Linked DNA regions of Sus scrofa: region 2 is linked to region 1. Evidence: chromatin contacts called from public Hi-C data. All regions are on one chromosome and are shown on one strand. Each heading gives the region's core, a stretch centred on a gene start, on an enhancer-like site or on the middle of the called end of the contact. The rest is flanking DNA. Distances are from core to core; before and after follow the strand shown. Region 1 has its middle 120 kb from the start of KDR. Region 2 holds the start of KDR (vascular endothelial growth factor receptor 2).

Region 1 (3,875 bases), core at 852-3,351:
GCTGGATCCAAGCAAAGTCTGTGACCTACACCATAGTTCATGGCAATGCTGTATCCTTAACCCCACTGAGCGAGGCCGGAGATGGAACCAGCATCCTCATAGTTCTTGGTCGAGGTCGTTACCGCTAAGCCACAATAGGAACTACAGAGGGTTTTAGATACACAAGCTTCTGGCTCCATAACTCCCTCTTGTCCTAGAACCCCAATGGCTATGGGAGAAAATCAAATGTTTCTTGATAAATACCTGAGTTCCCACACCCTGGCCACACCCATGCCTCTTTAACTCTGGGTGTGAATTGACACCAGGAGCTCCCGTAACAAAGAACAGCCTGCTTGGGGGAGATAGGAGGGGCTGTCCTGAGAGATTCAGATCTCCCCTCGCAGAGATCTCATTTCAGAGTGGCCATGAACGGAGAAAGGTTAAGAGAACTCCAGTGACCAAGGCGTTCCAAAGAAGGGGATCAGGGGACAAGCACAGCTGGGAAGGAACAATCCTAAGATTTTGTGATCCCAGGCCAAATTCCACGAGTGCCTCAGAAGGCACCTGGCCACACTCATAACTGCATGCGGAATTAAAACACAACGACCTTCCTTGTCTCCTGCTGACTTGTTTTGGGTGTGCCCTTGAGATTCCAGTCCCGATTCTCCACTCAGGGAGTGGAATCTTGGAACATGCTCCTTTTTTTTAACCTTCAGCCTCGCCTTTTTGCCTATGCACACCCCAATTCCAAAAAACTGCCCTTCTTGAAACCGTTTTCATCATTACTCCTGCTGCTTCAAAGCTTTTCCCTCTGCTGCCCACAGAGAGGAGCTGTCATGTCTGGGGCCTCCTGGCAGAGGAAGAGAGGGAAGCTGAGTCATTGTTCATTAAGCATCATGATCCTGCCTCAGGACCTTTGCACATTGGCCTGGACACTTTATTGAGATACTTGCCTCACCTTGAGTCTTAGCTTATTTTTTATTATATTTATTTATTTATTTATTTATTTATTTAGAGCTTCCCCTGTAGCATATGGAAGTTCCCAGGCTAGGGGTTGAATAGAAGCTGCAACTCCTGGCCTACACCACAGCCGCAGCAACGCCAGACCCGAGATGCATCTGTGACCCACATCACACTCACGGAAACACTGGATTCTTGACCCACTCAGCAAGGCCAGGGATCAAATCAGCATCCTCATGGACACTAGTTGGGTTCATTACCGCTGAGCCACAATGGGAACTCTGCTTATTTATTACCTTCTTACTAAGGTCCTCTTTATGGTATTTAATACCACGCATTTTCCCATCTTCCTTACGCTACTTTCTTTTCCTTGTTTCCATATACCTATCTAGAACACACCACGTCATTTTCTTATTTCCTATGCTTATTGCTTATTGTCTGTTTTATCCAACTGGAATCCAAGGTCACTGAGGGCATGGGTGTGTCCCAAGTTCACAGAGCATGCCTGCATGTGGTAGGTGCCCACTGAGTGTCCCCTGGTGGATGAATGCTCTCCAGCAGGATGATGCATTATTGTCTCCATTACTGCTGTTGTGCTACATGGCCAGTGGACCCTGATGTCATCACAGTGGCACATGGTATTAGGCATGGGTAACATCTCTGCTCCAGGATCCTCTGAGATAGTCTCAATGTTCAGTCAAGTCTCCTTAGACACAGAGGAGTGAAACAAAAGATAAGTAATTGATCTCTGATAGTCACTTCATATCAAGGAGAAAATGTTTGATGCCCCATGGGCACATGTATTAACAAATGCTTTGAAAATGGGAGTGGTGGGGAGTTCCTGTTGTGGCTCAGCGGAATGAACCCAACTAGTATCCATGTTGACGCAGGTTCAATGCCTGCCCCACTCAGTGGGCTAAGGATCCAGTGTTGCTGTGAGCTGTGGTGTAGGTCGCAGATGTGTCTTGGATCCCACGTTGCTATGGCTGTGGTGTAGGCTGGCAGCTGCAGCCCTGATTCAACCCTAGTCTGGGAACTTCCACATGCTGCGAGTGCGGTCCTAGAAAATAAAAAGAAAAGAAAATGGGAGTGATGAGAGTGGAGGAGAGGCGAATTACAAAGCCCTGAGAACTGTTCCTTGCCCCGGACTCTCATGAAGTCAGGAGGTGGCAGGCCAGCAAACACTGACCACACTCCAATCAACAAGGTCAGCGAAGAATTTACATGCAGGAAGTCATCTATTTTTAATATTGCAATTGCTTTCCTGTTTTCCTTTATTCGGTATGTTACCACAGGAGCCCCATTCCAAGAGTTTTGTTTGAATGCTTTCCTCTCCTATTTTTCTTTTTTAAATTTGGATGCAGCCTGGTATTTTCAGAGAGCCAACGTTCTCCTATTATTTAAAGAAAACCAGGAGGCCGGGTCAACTGTCAGGCTGAACAATGCCGGGCTGATGCAAAGTGTGAGGGTCACAAAGGTGGAGATGCTAAATGGTTGGGCTGAAAGGGAGCTCTCTTCTGGGGACTGGTACAAAAGGGTGTGCCTGGAGCAGAGGAGGGCTGGAGGTATGCTGGGTGAGCCAGCCCAGCGAGGCAGGAGGTTTCTTGCCAAACTGGCAGGACTTGAAGTGAGTCCCTAGCAATCCACCCCCATCTCAGTCCTACCTCACCACACCCCCGTGGAGCGAAAGTGAGACATTCCTTTCATACCCAAAGCTGTCCAAGCCCCTCCTGGATGTATTTATCCAGCCAATTATCTGTTATTCAGCTGAGGTTGTGTAGACTTTGTCTTTTCCGAGATTGCAAAGTTTCCCAACTGTTTGATTAGAACGCTGTGCAATCAACCCTGTTTACTTTATCCTTTCATTAGCCCTTTGCAGTGCCATGATTGGCAAAGCCTGGATGGGAACAGAAGCAAAAGGTGTCAAGAGATTTTTTCCCCAAACACAGATTCTGTATTGTAACACAATGCTTTTTGAGCTACATCCTGGCTAAGGCTGTTTGCCGGGTTGCAAATCCTCAAGACTGTCTTCCCTTCTGTGTGGCTGAACTTGAGTTGCTGAACTGTGGGTTGTTCCTTGAGTTTTCTCCCTGGTCTCCCATCAGTCTCCCTGGCCCTGGTTCTGGGGCATTTCAGCTCCTTGGCAGCAGTCGCAAGGAGGGCACTTCCCTTGCTGAGCATCGGCCCTGGACTTCCTGCCTTGACCTTGCAGGTGTTTCCGTAATTTCTCCTGGAAATCTGGATGGTCCCGTGCGCCTGCAAGTCCTAGATTTTTGCCCCCCACCTCTTTCTACGCTTTGTTTGATGTCTCTGAGTCATAGTCACATATCCAGTTTAGGTTGCTTTTTTGCTGGTAACTGGTTCTACTTATTTTTCTGGTGACTTCAGCAAACTCATAAGGGAAATGCTTTTGTAGATCAGAAAAACTTGAAGTGCACTCCCCTTTCACAAAGATCAAGGTCAACACTGCAACTGAGACAGAAACCACCCCCAATTTTTCATATTATAAATGATTTTAAACATTAACCCATGAAGCCAAGTGGAGTTGTGCAGTGAGCAAGGCTAACCCCATATTAAAAAAGGGAACTTGTCAAGGTTAAATTGTTGATCAAAGCAGAAGCCCAGCAAAGAACTCTCACCACCAGTACCATCTCCAGAACTGGAGCGAAGTTTGAGGAAAATAGAGCATTCTGCCTTATGAGATTCAAGGAGCTATCCCTTTGTTTAAACCCTTGTCATTGTTGTCTAAGGCATCCCTGTGCTTTGAAAGAAAAATTGCATTATTTGAGTCAGAATTGGCTTATTAGTATCCCATACCTTGTTCAACAAACAATACAGGAAATACATATAATATAACATAGGCTTAAAATTGAATAACAGGGCCAGAGAAATACAAATTAGAACAAGAATGGAGATGAGGGAACCAAAAAGATCTT
Region 2 (4,250 bases), core at 1,007-3,506, 120 kb before region 1:
GTCATTTTTCATGAACTCAAGGCACTTCTAAGTGCTGTGTGGGAGGGAATGTGGTAGACTGATTTCATTGAGCCCCTGCCAAATTCTGGTCTTGTGGCCATCAAAGACGCATCATTTCCTCTAAGACTTCTAAAGGGGGCTATTACCATGGGCCTGCAGGTTCTGGTTTGCATTCAGAGGAGACACTATCTTCTTGAGTGAGCCGTGGAAGAGGAAGTGTCGTGAATTGTAAATAAAGCTGAGAGAGAATTGTTTGGAGATGGAGATGGAGAAAAATTGCCTTCTCTGAACCAGGTTCCATCTCCCTCCCCCTTATCCAGCTTTGCCAGAGCCCATCCTGTTTTCCTTGCTAAGTTTACTTGCAGGAAGAGAGGCGTTTCTTTAAGTACACCCCTGGCCCTGACAAAGAAATACCTCCTAGGTAAAATATTAGACCATCTGTACAGTAAAACACTATGCTACTGTGAAAAGAATATGATGGCACTGTGAGGGTTGATATAGAATGATTTCAAATTATATTTTATAGTGAAAAAGCCAACACTCAAACAATATTTATACCAAGGCTACTCTTTGTGGAATGAGGAGTATGATATACCTATATGTGCATAGAATTTGCTTGGAAAAAAAGGAAAGATAAAAATGCTTGCCTCTGCTAAAGAAAGGACTTTTCATTCCAAACCTTTTCATATTAAAAAATTTTAAACCATATACATTCATTATATTTCAGAGTTATAGTATTTCAGTCATCAGCCTGACAAAATAGAAGAGTAAATACAGTAAATATTTTTAAAATAGTGGAAGAAAAGCCACAGTACATTAATTGTGTACTTCAGGAGGAGGAGAAGTTTGGAGTAGATGTAGAAATAAAATATTTCTACCTCTTCATCTCCCTGAAGGATGGTCCTTTAAGCTGCCTTTAAAAAGTACCTGAGGGAGTTCCCTGGTGATCTGCTGGTTAGGATTTGGGCTTTAACCGCCATGACCTGGGTTCAGTTTCTGGCAGGGGAACTGAGATCCTGCAAGCCTCCTGGAGGAGTCAAAAATTAAGAAAGAAAGAAAGAAAGAAAGAAAGAAAGAAAGAAAGAAAGAAAGAAAGAAGGAAGGAAGGAAAGAAAAAGAAAGGAAGGAAGGAGAGAGAGAGAGAAAGAAAGAAAGAAGGAAATGGCAAAGCACCCAGGAAGTAAGAGATGAAGGGATCTGGAAGATTCCATATAATAAGGTTAGGAGACATCTGCTGTCACCTCCCAGGTGTGGGGAGAAATGGAAAGAAAAGAAGAACCAATGTGGTTAGGAAGAAATCCATGTTCTCCTCTGAACAGAGCCACAAAGAGTAGTGAGTTTTGGCGACACAATGTTCTCAGGTGCCCAGGGTCTGGAAGCTTTACTTCACTGCCTCTCCAGTGAAGACTGCTGGCAGCCTCCTTGCCCTTGGCCTAAGTGGGTCTTGGCTGGAGGCTCTGCTCTGAAAAGGCTGAGGAAGCATCATGCTAGGGACTTCTGGTCGGTAACACGGTGGACAGATGGCCTTTCTTGCAGAGACCCTCACACACGCCGCGGGTATGCCAGAGCCTTGAGTACCTCCAGCTCCCCGCAGGCCTGAGGTAGGTTTTTGGGTAAAGCCAGGTAGAGGGGGAGGGTCTCAAATTTAAATGCTTTGGGGAGCAAGGGGGGTAACAACATTTGAAGCCACCAGGCATAAGGAAATAGGGGGAACTTTGGAGAATTGGGCAAGTTAATATTCGAACCAAAGGAATTCAGATTCAGATTTTTAAACTACAACTGCACTGGCCAAGCAAATCACTTCTACTGGCCGGAGTCACTGCCGGTTTGCGATCCTGCATTCATCTCTGCTGCGTATTCGCTTCTCCCTTGCTGCCTCAACTTGCTACAGATCCCCAGCCTGCTCCGCAGCCACTCCAGGCGCGCGCGGCGCCCAAGACCATCTCAAACTTTGGCGCGCCTCTTGAGGGCGCAGTGTCCCTTGCTGCCTTCCCAGTGTTTCTCCAGCATCTCGGGATGGGGGACCGCAAGCGACTGAATCTTGGCGAAGCTCAGAACCCCTGATGGACTACATATTCTTTCCTACAGAAATGGAGTTGTTGCGCCAGGGTGGGGAGACTAGGGGACAGGCGCAGTCCGGAGCGAGAGGGGAGCTCGGAAGATTCTATGGGCGTGGGAAGCGCCGGATCCGCGCCCGCTGCCCGGCTGAGGGGCGGGGGCCGCTGCAAAGGGAAGCCCCGCCCCGCGTATCCCCGCCCCCTCGCTCTAGAGTTTCGGCCTTGGCTCCCACCCTGCACTGAGTCCCGGGACCCCGGGAGAGCGAGAGGTGTATGTTTGTTTTCTCTGCCCGCGCGGGGCAGCGCTTGCTCTCTTCAGAAAGCCCGGAGCGGTCGGACACTTGGGATAACTTCTCCTACCGGCCCCCGCAGACGCCCTTGCAGCCGCTACCGGAGCTGGGGCATCCTCGCCCTGCGCGCCCCGGAGCCTTGCGCTGCTGTGCGCGTTCCACCTCCGCGCCTTTTTCGCGGAGCAGGACCAGGGAGAGAGAACCTGCGCCCAAGTTCTGGGCACTGCGCCCAGCGCGAGGTGCGGGATGAAGAGCAAGGCGCTGCTGGCCCTTGCTCTGTGGCTCTGCGTGGAGACCCGGGCTGCCTCCGTGGGTAAGGAGCCCACTCTCTAGTAGGAAAGCGGAGAGGTCGGGTGCGGGCGGAGAGATGGGGATACGGAGAGGACCTGGAGGCCGGACCTAACTCGGAATCATAGCGCTGCAGAGATGAAAGTGACTTGACACTTTGTGTTCGTTCATTTACCAAAGAGGAAACAGGCTCAATGCCTGGCCCAAGATTACCCGGCGAGTTGGTGGTCTCCTGAGCCCAGTTCCATTTCCACGACGCTGGCCCGAGACAGGGGCCTGGGCTGGAGCGTGTCCCGCGGAGCTGATACGCTCTTGGGAGGCGGGAGTGGGAAGGCGCCCGGGGCTGGCAGGCAGGAGGTGCCCCCGCAGGCGGGAACAGGCGGCGAAACGTTGTCCGTCCGGCCGCGCACACCATCCTATCCTGGACGCGGGGAAGCAAGCCTTTTAGGGACCACGAGCCGGCTTGTCCGGATGGCACCGGGCACTTAGCTCTGCCTCTGTAGAAGTCGAAAAGGGACTCAGTCTGCTGGTCCCTTTGGTTCGAACTCACATACACACCCAGTGTATGAGGTTGAGGGGCCAGGGGAGATAGACATTTTTTATTCTTCCTGGGGCGGGATGCCTCTTTCCTCGAAGAGAGAAACGGAAAATCGGGGCTTGGACCTCTGTCTGTGACAGCTTCCCAGTGTCCCAAGTCATAGTCACCTTTCTATGGAAAACAACTTATCTTTCAAAACGCTTTTGGTCCTCTGGGTAAGCACATGGTCAGAAGTTCACGTTCTGAAAACTTACTCTAGGAATTTGGTACCTAGATTTGGCGCCACTCACCACTCTCCTTGCTGTCTAAAATTTCAGTCTCCTTCAGGATTAGGAACACACATGCTCCTGATGCAATAAATATTCTCTCTCTCTCTCTCTCTCTCTCTCCCTCGCATCTTTTCTGTGGCCTCAGTTTGCTGACTTCTAAATTTCCTTGGAGGGTGAGAAAGGGGAGAGGGTGAAAAGGAGAAAAAAAGTTAAATGATTCAGGGGAAATTCCTTATAAACTAAAGAATCACGTGTCTTTTTAAAAAAGACACAAGCGTATGCAGTAATAAAATCATCTGTCTATAGTTGCTGAATTTTCTTAATCATGACTTGGTTCATCCAGGCCAGCTCTACTAGGGACACTTATTTGTCCCTGACAAGACCTCCTCTCCCCCTTCACCAGGAGAGAATGAAGGTCTGGAACATATGGTTTGTTCTGTATCCCACAAAGAAGTGAGTTGCTTTTAAGCCTGGGGTGTTTCATAGCACAGCAGTAGTAACTGAAATGCCCTGACTATAATGATGAGGTTGCCCTTTTGGAGTGTGTGACTTGCTTAATTGGATTGGGCTATAATTGATGCCATCAAATTCTAGAGACAGAGGCACTGTTGTTTTTCCTTCCTGTCTTTGAGCTGGAAGGGTAATAGTGCACAAATGAATTAATTTTGGTTATGGGATTTGAACATAGAAGAGCTTTTTATTGAGTAGCAGCATATTACTTAGAGTTATTTCTTTAGAACTTTCTGAAGAGCAGGACTCAAACTTGCCAGTGAAAATGAATGAAGCTTATTGGAGCAAAAAGAAATTG

The links. A called contact is a pair of places that touch in the nucleus more often than the background predicts.
Region 2: a contact with region 1 is called in a Hi-C map of liver, with 4 times the contacts expected there. The contact joins the promoter of KDR here to the enhancer-like site in region 1. A contact is called at or near these places in 9 of 47 Hi-C or Micro-C datasets (alveolar macrophages, heart right ventricle, liver and 5 more) and 1 of 2 datasets of contacts at active chromatin or transcription factors (skeletal muscle).

Annotation. Positions count from the first base shown.
Region 1 is chr8:41,734,162-41,738,036 of Sscrofa11.1, reverse strand. No RefSeq gene overlaps it. Among named protein-coding and RNA genes, the nearest start is that of KDR, 120 kb to the left of the region's middle. Within about 2 kb of position 2,101, at least 15 of the 83 cell types and tissues checked have an H3K27ac peak or open chromatin away from gene starts, as enhancers often do. A contact at or near this core is called in liver and omental adipose tissue, where this site is marked.
Region 2 is chr8:41,854,385-41,858,634 of Sscrofa11.1, reverse strand. KDR (vascular endothelial growth factor receptor 2) reads left to right here and starts at 2,256. Exons shown (of 30, transcript XM_003128987.6): 1 at 2,256-2,660. The coding sequence starts at 2,594.